3 separate regions of the Mus musculus genome follow, and all the other regions are linked to region 1. The links are chromatin contacts, called in public HiChIP or PLAC-seq maps. All regions are on one chromosome and are shown on one strand. Each heading gives the region's core, a stretch centred on a gene start, on an enhancer-like site or on the middle of the called end of the contact. The rest is flanking DNA. Distances are from core to core; before and after follow the strand shown. Region 1 has its middle 22 kb from the start of Gm51869. Region 2 overlaps Gm38934 (a long non-coding RNA gene). Region 3 holds the start of Hnf1b (HNF1 homeobox B).

Evidence for each region. HiChIP or PLAC-seq counts read pairs in DNA pulled down with a chosen protein or histone mark.
Region 2: an H3K27ac HiChIP or PLAC-seq map of extraembryonic endoderm stem cells shows a contact between it and region 1. The contact joins two enhancer-like sites. A contact is called at or near these places in 1 of 39 promoter capture datasets (embryonic stem cells), 4 of 15 datasets of contacts at CTCF or cohesin (the NIH/3T3 cell line, embryonic stem cells and large pre-B cells), 96 of 484 Hi-C or Micro-C datasets (B cells, the BV-2 cell line, the C2C12 cell line and 38 more), 17 of 115 datasets of contacts at active chromatin or transcription factors (the 230-238 cell line, CD8 T cells, acute myeloid leukemia and 12 more) and 1 of 9 other capture datasets (embryonic stem cells).
Region 3: a contact with region 1 is called in an H3K27ac HiChIP or PLAC-seq map of extraembryonic endoderm stem cells. The contact joins the promoter of Hnf1b here to the enhancer-like site in region 1. A contact is called at or near these places in 14 of 39 promoter capture datasets (the C10 cell line, HPC-7-derived erythroid cells, cranial neural crest and 9 more), 2 of 15 datasets of contacts at CTCF or cohesin (the NIH/3T3 cell line and pro-B cells), 18 of 484 Hi-C or Micro-C datasets (3T3-L1-derived adipocytes, the G1E-ER4 cell line, bone marrow-derived dendritic cells and 9 more), 14 of 115 datasets of contacts at active chromatin or transcription factors (the 230-238 cell line, differentiating embryonic stem cells, embryonic stem cells and 4 more) and 5 of 9 other capture datasets (adipose tissue, embryonic stem cells, liver and 2 more).

The regions. Positions count from the first base shown.
Region 1 is chr11:83,912,672-83,916,750 of GRCm38.p6, reverse strand. No RefSeq gene overlaps it. Among named protein-coding and RNA genes, the nearest start is that of Gm51869, 22 kb to the right of the region's middle. Within about 2 kb of position 1,815, at least 22 of the 459 cell types and tissues checked have an H3K27ac peak or open chromatin away from gene starts, as enhancers often do. A contact at or near this core is called in extraembryonic endoderm stem cells and intestinal crypt epithelium, where this site is marked.
Region 2 is chr11:83,802,967-83,807,045 of GRCm38.p6, reverse strand. Gm38934 (a long non-coding RNA gene) reads left to right here. Exons shown (of 3, transcript XR_880088.2): 3 at 2,350-2,673. Among named protein-coding and RNA genes, the nearest start is that of Gm38934, 6.0 kb to the left of the region's middle. Within about 2 kb of position 2,210, at least 4 of the 459 cell types and tissues checked have an H3K27ac peak or open chromatin away from gene starts, as enhancers often do. A contact at or near this core is called in extraembryonic endoderm stem cells, where this site is marked.
Region 3 is chr11:83,849,145-83,853,223 of GRCm38.p6, reverse strand. It overlaps Hnf1b (HNF1 homeobox B), which reads right to left and starts at 2,355. Exons shown (of 9, transcript NM_009330.3): 1 at 1,832-2,355. The coding sequence starts at 2,175. Gm12576 (a long non-coding RNA gene) reads left to right here and starts at 2,593. Exons shown (of 4, transcript XR_388929.3): 1 at 2,593-2,717; 2 at 2,945-4,004.

The sequences.
Region 1 (4,079 bases), core at 566-3,065:
TTTTGATTGTTTTGTTTTAACTTGTTTTGTTTTTCCAGACAGGGTTTCTCTGTGTAGCCCTGGCTGTCCTGGAACTCACTCTGTAGACCAGGCTGACTTCAGACACAGAAATCTGCCTGCTTCTGCCTCCCGAGTGCTGGGATTGATTTCTGTGGTTTCTTGGGGACCTTAGCTCACTGTCCTGTACCCTCCCTTGAGCAGCTTAGTATTAGTGACATTTGGCCAAGCCACATGTACTATGTGCAAGAGTGGGTCTCTAACAACTTGCATGGCCCACGCCTTTGCTTTCAGACCACCTAGTGACTTAACGTGTTGTGTGTCATTGTGACTCTGCACTCCTCCAACTGAAAAACCACAGGACTGTCCCTTTACCTGTGGGTTTATCCTGGTACTTTTAGCAGGGTATAGGAGTCTTGTGTCCAGGAACTCTACTCTTCAAATGCCTGGGACACTGGCTTTAATTCTTTTGGCTGGCTGGGTTTGGTGGTATATGATCTATCATATTGCCATTTATGCAGGAAGCAGAGACAGGAGGATTCCTTGAGTTCAAGAGTTAAACACCAGCTTAGGCAACATCACAAGACCCTCCTCAATACACAGTGAATGAATCTTTTTGTGGGGTCCGTCACAGGGAACGAGCGGGGCAGGTCAACAGCAAATCTGGGATCTGGAGAGTGGAAGCAGCTGATGTGGATTCTAAATGGCTACTTATCAAAGGTTCCTGGGCTGCGGATTGCTTTAGAGCTACTTTTGGTGGGCTTTCTTTTTTCCTGGTGTTTGTTTTGTTTTGTTTTGTTTTGATTTTTGAGACAGGGTTTCTCTGTGTAGCCTCTGCCTCCTGAACGCTGGGATAAATGGTGTGTTGCCACCAAGCCTGGCTCCTTGGTGGCCTTCTTCATGCTTTGTTTTGCCTGACATGACAGCTTTAGATACAGAAGGAAACTAGGAATCCAAACAACCCACTTGTTTGACTCTGTAGAAGTTGGCTATGAATTGAATAGATCAGCGATTTTAAATATTAACTTATGCATGTATGTATAAAACCCATTTGTTTATTCATTCATGCATTAATGCATACAAGTCTTCACAGAGAACCTCCTTGCAACAGGCGCCATGGAGTTGTAGAGACAATAGAGCACGTTCCTGGGCTGAGAGCCCAGCCATTAAGAACACTTTCTCTTCTTCTAGAGAAGTCGGGTTGAATTCCCAGCACCCACATGGCGGCTCACAACTCTCCCTAATTCCAGTTCCAGGGGATCAAATACCCTCTTCTGACTTCTCTAGATGCCAGGAGCACACGTGCTGCACACACATATCTGCAGGCAAAACACTCACACATATAAGATAAAAATAATCTAAACAAGAACAACAAAACAAACAAACAAACAAACAAACAAGGACCCAACCCGTATGGCCTGTGTTTCCTTATAACTTGCAAGGGAGAGACGGAATGAGATGGGTGCTCTCCAAGGAAATGGACAAAATTTCAGTTGAGAACCTTCTCCAGTTCTTCTCCAGGCAGCTCTTCCTGCTTCCGGGTATTCTTCTCAATAGCTTGGATGTACAGATAGTAGGGCCCAGACTACGTCAAGGATAGTGATAAGTTGTCCATGATTAACCATACAAAGATAAAAACCTTAAAGCAGAATTCTCCTCCACGTTCCCCTGCTGCCTCAGCTGCCCCAGAGACCCTCAGTGTGCCTACGTCCTTACAGATGAGATTTGTCTTTGCACTTCTTTCTCGTGTCAGAGATGGAAATCAGCACAGTGCCATCCACAGTGTATACACAGACCACAAGGCCCAAGAGAGCAGAGGCATATTGCTGTAGCTCAGAGCCCGGGTAGAACTGAGATGAGGTCTGCCAACAAGGCAAGGAGGAAAGGTTGAGGGCGTGATCCTCGATCCCACAGAAGGATGCTGGGCTGCCAGCTGCCAAGGACCTGCCAGACAGACCCCTGTGGTCCAGGAGACTCCAGCCATGACCTCTTATCTCTCCTCCCTGTAGCGATGCAGATTAGACAACTTTAGGTGCTGAAACCTCTGGACTCTGGAACTCAGCTATGGACAAGGCTGGTGAGACAATGGAAACAGGGGATTTGGAACATTTCCAAATAATTCACACACACACACACACACACACACACACACACACACACACACACACACACACCCCTGATGCCCCAGGAGCTATCAAGCTGACCAATGACCTCCAAACCAGGGGCTAGCGTGGCTCTTGTATCTGCCTGACAAAGAATTGCCGACTCTGGCACCCTTTACTTTCATCTGAGCCCTTGATGCACTCAAGGAAAATTCAATAGAATTTGAACTGAGTTTGGTTGTCTGGCTACTTATGTGGAAAGTCACCTTCCTATGACATTAAGGCCTCCAGGAAGGCCACCGCAGCCTGTGCGGTCTGCTAATTCTACTGCAAGCAAGGAATGTGTTTATTCTTCTAAGGGGCAAAGATTCCCCCACTCAAAATGATGTTGCCACGTTGTGCAATCAGGAACACCGGCTGTTGCTGATGTAAACAAGTGGCCAGGGCAGACTCACCCAGGGCTGGCCGCTACTTTTCCCAGAGGTGTTTCTTATGAATGGCTGTGCCCAGTGAAGCAATTTCCTGCCTTGTAAACTTCTGCCCACCAAACCACATCTCCTATCTATCACTGCCTGGCTCAGGGTCATAAAACAATTCCCCTCAAACCAATCAGAGCCTGATCGAGAGTCCTTGAGTAGCAGGAAAATTACCTCTCCACCTGCACACGTAATGACACTTTGCAAACGAGTGGCTTTGCAGTTTCTGAGGGTAAACATCATGCGCCTTACCCCATGCCTGCCTCTCTGCTCATTTGAGATGTGGGGCCCCTGGATTTGATTCTCAGCTCTTTCCTTCAATCCACCAAGGCACTGGCTGGCTAGTGACCCGTTACCTTGACCCGAGGATCCCACAGCTGTGAGAACACATTTCACTGTGTTAGATCATGATTTACAAGAGAAGTTCACGTTGGAGTACTGGGCTAGTGGATGTGGGTGTCAATAAGAAAACAGGTCAAAACAATTTCAGGAACCCCTTAGTTTGGACATTCACTTGGTAGGCTATGAGATTCCTCAATCTATAATGTCTCCTCCATCCCCTGTCTTCCTGATAGGTTGTCTCACATTCTATATGACACAGCCCGTAGTCTACCAAGGAACCTTTGCTTCCACCCAGGCAGGGCTTCCTCCAGCATGCTGCCACTTACCTCTGGAGGAGGTCTCCACACTTGTGCACTTGCCTGTTCTCCTGCCAGGCTAGGACCTCCTTCAGAGCATCATGGAATCCTCTGCTTCTACTTAGAACCTGATTCAAAGTCAGTGGGCATAAGAGGGTCACTGAGCCCTGAGTGTGGGAATGAGTTCCTACTGCATGTCGCCTCTCTACACCTAGGTAATTTGCATATCGGAAAAGTAGGAAGAATGCGCTGTAGTTGGAGGAGTTGAGACCTGGGTTAGGCTTGTAAAACAAGGTATAACAAGTTGTCTATTCTTAAGACGTCTGAGATCTAGGGGCTGGAGAAATGGCTCATTAGTTAAGAGTGCTTGCTGCTCTTCCAGGGGACCTGGGTTTGGTTCTCAGCACCCACATGGTGACTCACTTTCCAATGCACATTTAAACATGTAGGCACAGCACTCATATACAGGTTAAATAAATATCCTCCAACAATACTGTTTAAGGAGGCCTGAGAGGCAATCATCTTTCTGTAAATGGTAGCAATATTAGATGGGATTCGAAGATTGGACCTGAGAGTAGGTGAAGGCTTCTCCTTCTTCTCCCCTCCTTTCCCTCTTTTTCCCTCCCCCTACTCCTCCCTGTCTTACCCTCTTCCGAGTTGCCTGAACCTCAGGCTTTGAAGCTGATGTGGATCTCAGAGAGGCCAGTTTTTATCTTTATTCTCCTTATGCTCGTAAACTTCCACTGTTGGACCATTCTAAATAAACCACAGCTGCCACAGTAGTACAGTAGCCATCAAGCACCACCCAGAACCACCATTTTCCTCTTCCCTGTCTCCTATCCCCATCTACAGAGGGAACAGCAGTG
Region 2 (4,079 bases), core at 961-3,460, 110 kb after region 1:
TGGATGGATGGATGGATGGATGGATTTCATGGCAGGCTACCAAGAGCTTAAAACATTAGCAGGAAGTTAGATGATGAGGCTGGGAAATCTCATCGGGGCCCAGGGAGGGGCTGCACATGCCAGTGCTCGCCAGAGTGCCACAGACAATTCCTACTTACTTTCTCTTTGATCAAGTTCTAACCCAAGTAAAGAGCATTACATTGATCAGTCACCTCACCAGCTGCTCAGCCAAAGATCAGGAGGACCCGCCAGACTGCCTGGTGCAGAGGAGGAAAAGACAGTAAAGAGGACAAAGAGGAGGAGAGGGGATAAGGCTCAGTCAGTGATGGATAGACATGAAGACCTGAGATCAGGTTCCCAGCACCCATGTCAAAAGCAGATGTGGTAGTGCACATCATCTGTAATCCCAGCACTAGCAAGGCGGAGACAGGAGGATTCCTGAGTGTTGCTGGCCAACCAGGCTAGCCAGTCTGAGAGTGAGCTCCAGATTCAGTGAGAGACTGTCTCAAAAACGAAGGAGGAGGCGCTGGAGTGATAGTTCAGTGGTGATAGCTTACCTCACGCAGAGGACCTGGGTTCAGTTCCCAACACCCACATGTAGGCTCCCAACTCTCTGTAACTCCAGTTCTGGAAGGAACCAACACCTTCTTCTGGCCTCTGTGGGTACCAGGCACACATGAGGTATACATGTATGAGTGCAGTCAAAACACTCATATACATAAAATAAGAATGAAAAAATTAGATCACAAAACTAGAGGAAGGTCAGGGTAAGGACAACACAGGCATTGACCTCTGGCTCCCATCCCATAATTTATCTCAGTTGGTATATTAATAACATTCAATTGGCAAGGGAGGTTGTTGTGGCCAAAATTTCTGACAGAGGCAACCTCGGGGAATAAGGACTTATTTTAGCTCACAGTTTGAAGGGACATAGTCACTGACATGAAGGGCATAAAGAAGGGGCCGCAGTAGGAACCCTCAGTCTGTGCTGGTTGGAGACCTAGAGCAGCTGCTTGTTTCCTGGCTGCCTGGGATTCAGAGCTGGGCTATCACCAGCAAATCACCTCCAATCACCTTTGGCCACCAAAGGTTTCACAGCCTCCCTCCGCGCACGGTGCCGCCAGCTGGGATCAAGGGTTTGGCACATGAGCCCATGGGAATTTTTTTCAGATTCAAAACCAGAACACTCTGCCTGTAGCACCTGTAGGCCCACGGTCATCTCCTAACACAAGATACATTCAGTCCTACTTAAAGAGTCTCCACAAATGCACTGTTCAAAAGTCCAACGCTCAAAGCTCTTCTAAAAGACCTTAGCCGTGAGTCGCTCTAAAATTGGGGGGAAAAAAAGTCCACCTCAATCCAAGGTACTTATTCTAATATTCAATGGCACAGAGCGAGCACTTTGCACCCAAATATGGAGATTGGGGGCATATCAAGGAAAGACCTGATTAAAGCAAGACCGAAAGAAACCCAGCAGGGTACACATACTGTAGTCCCATGTCTGCCCTCTGGGGCACACGATGGCAGGATGAGACATCCATCAGGCTTGGGGAGCCTCACCCCTGTGGCTCTGCCACCTGCAGCCATGCCTGGCCTCCCTCTCAGGCCAGTTCCACTTAGAGCCTGCTACTTTCCCTGGTCCCAGAATTTCCAGGGGTCCTCTACAACTTGGGTTGACTTTTGAGGCTTTGTACACTGAGTCCTCTGGATCTCCCTGCCCCTACAGGAAGCCTGACTGTGTTCATCACCTAAGGACAAGGCCTGGTTGTCCCTTGCTAGTGCGTATCTGGAAACCCCAGTATTCAGGTTGTGGAGGCAGAAGTGTGAGCCTAGGCTACACAGGGAAGGCCGGGCCTTAGAGAGGGCAAAAGGACAAGCTAAAGACAGCTCAAGAATTTAGAAAATTTACCTATAAAGTAGAAGAGAGGTGCAGAACAGGGAGCCAAGCTAGTGAAGCCAAATGCCACCATACAACAGCTCATGTCCCCGGAGAACAGCTGGAGGGGGTTGGGGACACAGCTGGAGCAGGCATGGGAGACCTTTTTGAATACTATCACTAGTTTCTACTTCGGTAGCCTCCAATCCGTTTCCCACAATGCGGCTCCAATGAGCTCAGTCACGTTTTCCAAGACCTTCCTTGCTCTCTCCGTTTAGCATCCTGAAGTGGCTCCTTGTGGCTTTCAAAATCAAATCTAATCTTCCGTGTGTATAAAAGGCCCTTTGTTACTGCCTCCGTGGCTTGCCTCTTCATCTCCGGCTGGTTGAGCCTCCCCAGCCTGTCTGTATTCCTCATCTCTAGCGCTGATACAGCTTCACTCAATTATTGACTCGTTTATCTGTTCTCCCTAGATTCTCATCTCCTTGAAAAGAGGATCTGAATTCGAATTGCTGTGGCAGTCGGACCGCCCAGGCTCCAGGCTCCGCTGCCTCTCGTGCTACGCTATCTCCGAACCCCAGTCTGTTTTCCCACTTGCCGTCTGGTATTTTTATCTGCGGCTCATGGCATAGAAAAGGTCCTCAAACAATGTGTGCAGAGTGATTCCATGCAGATCAGGGAAGGAACTTCCTGGGGGGAGTAAGGATAGCCTGCTTCAGTCTGTCAGGATGTTCAATTCACTTCCGGAGCAGGGGTCCGGTCCTTCTGCTCGGTCTGTGTGCCTTGAGTGTTGTGAGGATGGTCCGAAAATGTCTCGCTGTTTTCCCTCTCATGATCCACGTGTTCATCTAAGGCAGTGGTTCAAATGCTGCGACCCTCTAATTCCTCACGTTGTGGTAATCCCCTCAACCATACGTTTTTTTGTTACTTCATTTTAATTTCGCTATTGTTATGAATTGAAATGCAAATACCTGTTTTCTGACTGTCTCAGGTGACACCTCTGTGAAGGGGTTGCGGCCCACAGGTTGAGAACCACTGACCTAAGGCCTTCAGACACTCACTGATCATTCTTTGATTTTTATTTTATTATTTTTTTAAAATTACATTTGTTTATTTGCCTTTGTGTATGGAGGGGGCCTGCCACAGAGTGTGTGTTAAGGTCAGAGGACAACTTGTTCTTGCCTTCCACCAGATAGGTCCTAGGGATTGACCTCGGGTCCTCAGGCTTGGCAGCAAAGACATCCTGCTGGCTCCCTCAGAGACCCTTCTTATAAGGCTGGTAAGCAACATATTCCTTTAAGTCCCAAAGTTTTCTAAGTGTGAGTCTAATTAATTATCAGCCCCTGAGAGGAGATGAGTATGTAGCTCAATGGGAGAGCATTTGTCCGGCATGTGAAAGGCCCTGGGTTTGGTTCCCAGCTCTATAAGGAAAGGGAAAGAAGGACCAGGGGAGGCACAGGAATGTGTGCCTGTTCCACAGACGGCAACCTCGTGATCTTCTCTAAAATCCTGAGAGCCCGAAACCTTAAACAGCTTGTCATCACTCGACCAAGAGGCCCCTGCGCCACCAGAGCCCCACTCCCTTGTCAAATGAAGCTTATCTTTCTTTTTGTCCCAATATTGAAAGCAGAGTCCTACAGGGCTGTTCTACTTTGAATGGGTTTCGGGACACAAGCAAGTGGATTCCTCTCAATGTGTCAGCAGATGTATGCGGTAAGGGATGGGTGTTCTGCCACGCATCCTGTAAGAAGGCAGACATAGAAGCTTAAGACTGAGGCTTCTGACCCTCCAGCTTTCCTCCTCTTTAAAGGAGAGTAGTCCTGTAGCAGAGCTGGCGTGACTAGGTGACTTCCCATGGGCCCCTTCCTGGTGAATTTTCTCAGCTTGCTTCTTCTGTCTTCTCCTCTCTCCTGCCACACAGTGTTCACACAGGTAGAGCCTGCTAGAGTCGCACCTGTGACACATGGTTGTGTGGGCAGTATAGTGTGAGTGACCCTGGGTTGGGGTGGGATGCTGTGCATCTGAGGCTGTGTTGTAGCGTTGGTCTTTTCTAATGACGCTGCAGAGATCCTGTGGTCAAGGAGGGAGAGTAGCCGATGCATGTGGAGAAAGAACCCAGGCTTCAGGTCAATTTCTTGCTTTATCTACTCCCCCCCTCCCCCCATGAAGTGTTAAACGTGAGGCTGGTCAAGAGGCTGGCTAA
Region 3 (4,079 bases), core at 1,106-3,605, 64 kb after region 1:
TTTCTTGAAAAATTACTTTAATAAAGTCAGACGCTCCAGGCCCAGGGGAGGGAAGGCGGCACCAGCTTGCGAATGGGACAGAGCTTCAGGGTGTGCCCTGGGTCCTCACCCCAGCTAGAGTCTGGGCTCCTCTCCTTCTGCTCCCCATGGCTTGGGGGTGGGAAGAAGGCCCAGGTCCTAAGACCCCCGACTCAGAGACTCTGCGCCCGCAGAGCTCTGCGGGTGTCGGCTTCCCAGAGCAGCGCGGGGACCTGGGGGTGCGTCCCGTACCTCCGCGCGTGTGTCCGGCGAGCACCCCCTCCTGCGTTTTGATTTCCTTCCCTTTCTAAGCCGAGTTTACAACTTCACCAATGAATAACCCGCCTCTCTTTTCAACCTAATCACGTTTTGTGTACTTTCTGTTGATGATTTATAGGAATAAATTAATAACACCCCAACTCCACGTGCTGCAGTTTATGTTACATCTCCGCTCTGTCCAGCCCGGGGTGGGGACCACGGTGGAGAGGCGCCCTCGGCCTCCCGGGCTTCCCTAAGTCGGCTCCGAGGCGAACTAGACAGTGGCTCTCAGGAGGAAGGACCTAGGCCCCAGGGGGCTGGCGACGGGATGCCGGGTCCCTGAGCCAGGCCCCAGGATAAATTTTCTGCCAGCCTGCCGTCCCAAACCTTCCGAGGGGCTCGGTACCTCAGTCTGTACCCTCTACCCCTGACACCATCCAGGCCGCTAAACTCAGCCAGAGGGGGAAAAAAAAAATCATTGCTACGTGGAGAAACAGCAACGAAAGAAACCCAAGCTTTTAAATTAGAGCAAAATCATTTTAGGGGTTAAAAAAACAAAAAAAACAAAAAACTTTTAGAAGTCCTCCAGATTGCCTTGGCTAGAGGGCGAGCGGCCGGGTCCCCAAAGCGCAAATTCAAATGCAAGGTCATATCCCACCCCAAGCGCGCGCTGCAGGAGAGGAAGCCGAGCCAGGGAGGCCGCCACAGTCACTCCGGAACTCTGAAACTTTGAAGCCGCAGGGCTTAAGAGTCAGAGGCCACGCGAGGGGCTCCTTTCTGAAGCCAAGTGGCCCCGGAGCGACGCGCAGTCTAAGGGAGCCGCTTGGCTCCTTGGATAATTAGTAACTAGCTGTCAAAGCGTAGGCCCGGGCGAGAGGACCGGCAAGTGATCCCAGCCACCGGAGGGACCGCCAGCCAGCCTGGGCTCCCCTAAGCCTGCTGGGGTGTCGTTAGTGAGATGCGTACACGCCCACCTCTGCAAAAGGGCATGGTGGTCTTAGGAGCACCTATTCTCTCTCCCTTTGTTCATGGTTTCTTTTGCCCGGCACTGGTGACCCTACAACAAACTTTCCACTTTATAATTCTAAACTTGGCTCTGTAAGGACACAATCAGAGAACTTGCTTCCCAGGCCTCGGCCACTGATGCTGCCAGGTCTTTTGCAGAGAACTGCAGATCGCAGGGATTAATACGTGGCTTGGGGTTTGGGAAGTTTGGTGGGTCCGGGGGCAATTGCAGCCTTTTCGCTGCACCCACCAGCCCCTCTGGTCATGTGACCTAAGGCTCCGCACCTTCGGTTCTCGTGACTGGGTACCACCAACAAAGTGCCTGGGTCCAGGCTGCCCGCATAGGTGGAGGCAGACGAAGCCTGGGGGTTCCAGGTCGCCCGGTGGAGGGCCAGGTTCAATAGTTAGCAGAGAAGCGGAGTGCCCCCGGGCTATTTTTCCCGTGGGGAAGGGGCTTGGGGAGAGCAGTGTACACCTCATGCCTCCGGTGAGGGGCCGGGGACTCCAGAGACTGCTCGGGCTCCAGGGCGTACCTCGCTCGCTTGCCTACCTGAGCATCCGGTCCACCTCGGCCCGCTGCTCCGCGGCCTCCTCGGTGTTGAGCGCCTGGAGCTCTTTGAGGATGGGAGGAGTGTCATAGTCGTCGCCGTCCTCTGAGCCCTCGTCCCCAGACAAGCGGCCCTTGGCGTGGCCATTGGTGAGAGTATGGAAAACCGGCTTGGTGTCGAGATCCGCCCCGCTCCCGGGGGACAGGGGCAGTGTCTCCAGCTTCACCCCGAAATTCGGGGACGGCAGTAACTCCTCCAAGGCCTGGATCAGCACTTCCTTGGTGACTCCGGAGCTCAGCAGGGCACTCAGGAGTTCTTGCTGGAGCGACGTGAGCTTGGACACCATTTTCCAAGGACGGAAAAAGAAGGGGTTGAGGGGATGGGTGGGTGTGAGAGAGGAGGGTGGAGGGGAGTTTTACAAGAGAACTCCAAGTCCTGGAACCCCTCCACCCTTTAGCTTTCAGACACCTGTTACTCTCTGGGGTCCCGGAGACTCCTCCGAGAGGAGTCAGAAAACTTCTAACTTGCCATGATCTCCACCATTAGGCCATATAAGATATGCAAATGAGTGGGAAGGGCTCAGCTTTCGGCAAGATGCAAATGGTGGTGGGGAGGGGGGAAAAACCGAGAAAGTGGGAGAACCTAAGGGACAGTCCAACGGAGCGAGAGACTTGGGCCGGGATTGGGACTTGCCAGAGCCCATTCTACTCACGCTGGGGGGCTCCAAATCTTCTCTACCGATTCTGTTTATCAGCCAAACTTTAGGTGACCTTTGGACTGGTAAAGCAAGCGGCTTGCAGCCTGGGCTGGGTGGGGGTGGGGGACCTTTCCACTAGCGACAGGTTCGGCTTTAGTCCAGAAAGAAGAAACTGCGCTTCGGGGGTTCAGGTGAGAGAGCTGGACAAAGTTGGGGTGCCTTGGCAAGGGGGAGGGGGGGAGGGTGAGGAGAGCAGAAAGCCTCCAGGTTGTCTGCAGGTAGCAAGCCTGGAGATGTAGTCAGATGGTGGCGAATCAGATTCTTTGGGAATGGGCGCCAGGAATAAGAGTGGCTTTAGGCGCGGTTACAACGAATTGGAGGGACCCCATTTCTTTTTACCTCGGTTACTGCTCTCCAGGTCCTCCTCAGCTCCGCCTGGTAGTTTGGATTTGCCGGATTCCTGACCAGGACCGCGCGTTGTTAACGTGCTAGAGGCCTGCGGGACCCTTGAAAGGAGACGCCGATTCGTTTATGGCCAGAGGGAGTAGCGAAAGTGGAGCTCTGCCGCTGCAGGGCTCACCAGCTACCTGCCCCGCCAAGCCAAGGGGGAGCAGGACACCTGGAGCTCGCCTTCTGCCTAAACCCGGAACCCAACAGCGCCTGAGCTCTGCACCCAAAACTAGGGCTACGGAGTCTCCTTTCTAGTAGTGAATGTGTAGATTGACCTGTGGCTGGACCGACTGTTGCAGCTCTGGATTACCCAGGACCACTGTTTTGGTTCTTAATTCTAGGAAGTCCGTTGTACCGGGAGTTAAGAATCGCGCTCTATAAACACAAGTTCACTGTGGTGGTGGCAGGAGTCTTGTATGCCACCTAGAGCAGGCACCCCTAAAGCCACTGAAGAAAAAAAAATGTTTTTTCCCCCACCCAGGTCTGGTCCGGAAGGAAGCTCTGAGCCTTTCGGCACAGCACGGCAGGAGTTTCTGCCACATCTCCCCTGGGACCCGGAGAGGAAGCAAGGAGGCACAAGCCGCACCCAGACCTCCAGGCAGGGACCTGAGCTGCAGGGAAGGAAACTGCTTACACACACACACATACACACACACACACACACACACACACACACACACGCACACGCACACGCACACGCACACGCACACGCACACGCACACGCACACGCACACGCACACGCACACGCACACGCACAGGCACACACATTTCCCCAGGGTAGAGGCGGTTTTGAACCTCGGTTCTCTCATTTGTGAAATATATTCCTAATATCCAGGATACAGAAAAGCTGTAGACACGGAAGAAGACCACCTGTGCAAAGCTGGCTAACACCTGTGTACACACTTCCCCTGTCTGCGAAGATGGCAGGCCTGTTCCCAGTGGTTTGGAAGCTTAAGGTTCTCAGCATCCGGGCATTAGGGTTGGAAGAACTGGACAAAGAAAGACAAACGGTCAGAACCATCAGCAGGGTAAAGGAACTTCTAAGTACATTCTAAGTACATTGTTTTACTGCATGCACTTTCAGATACAACCTGTTAGGAGGA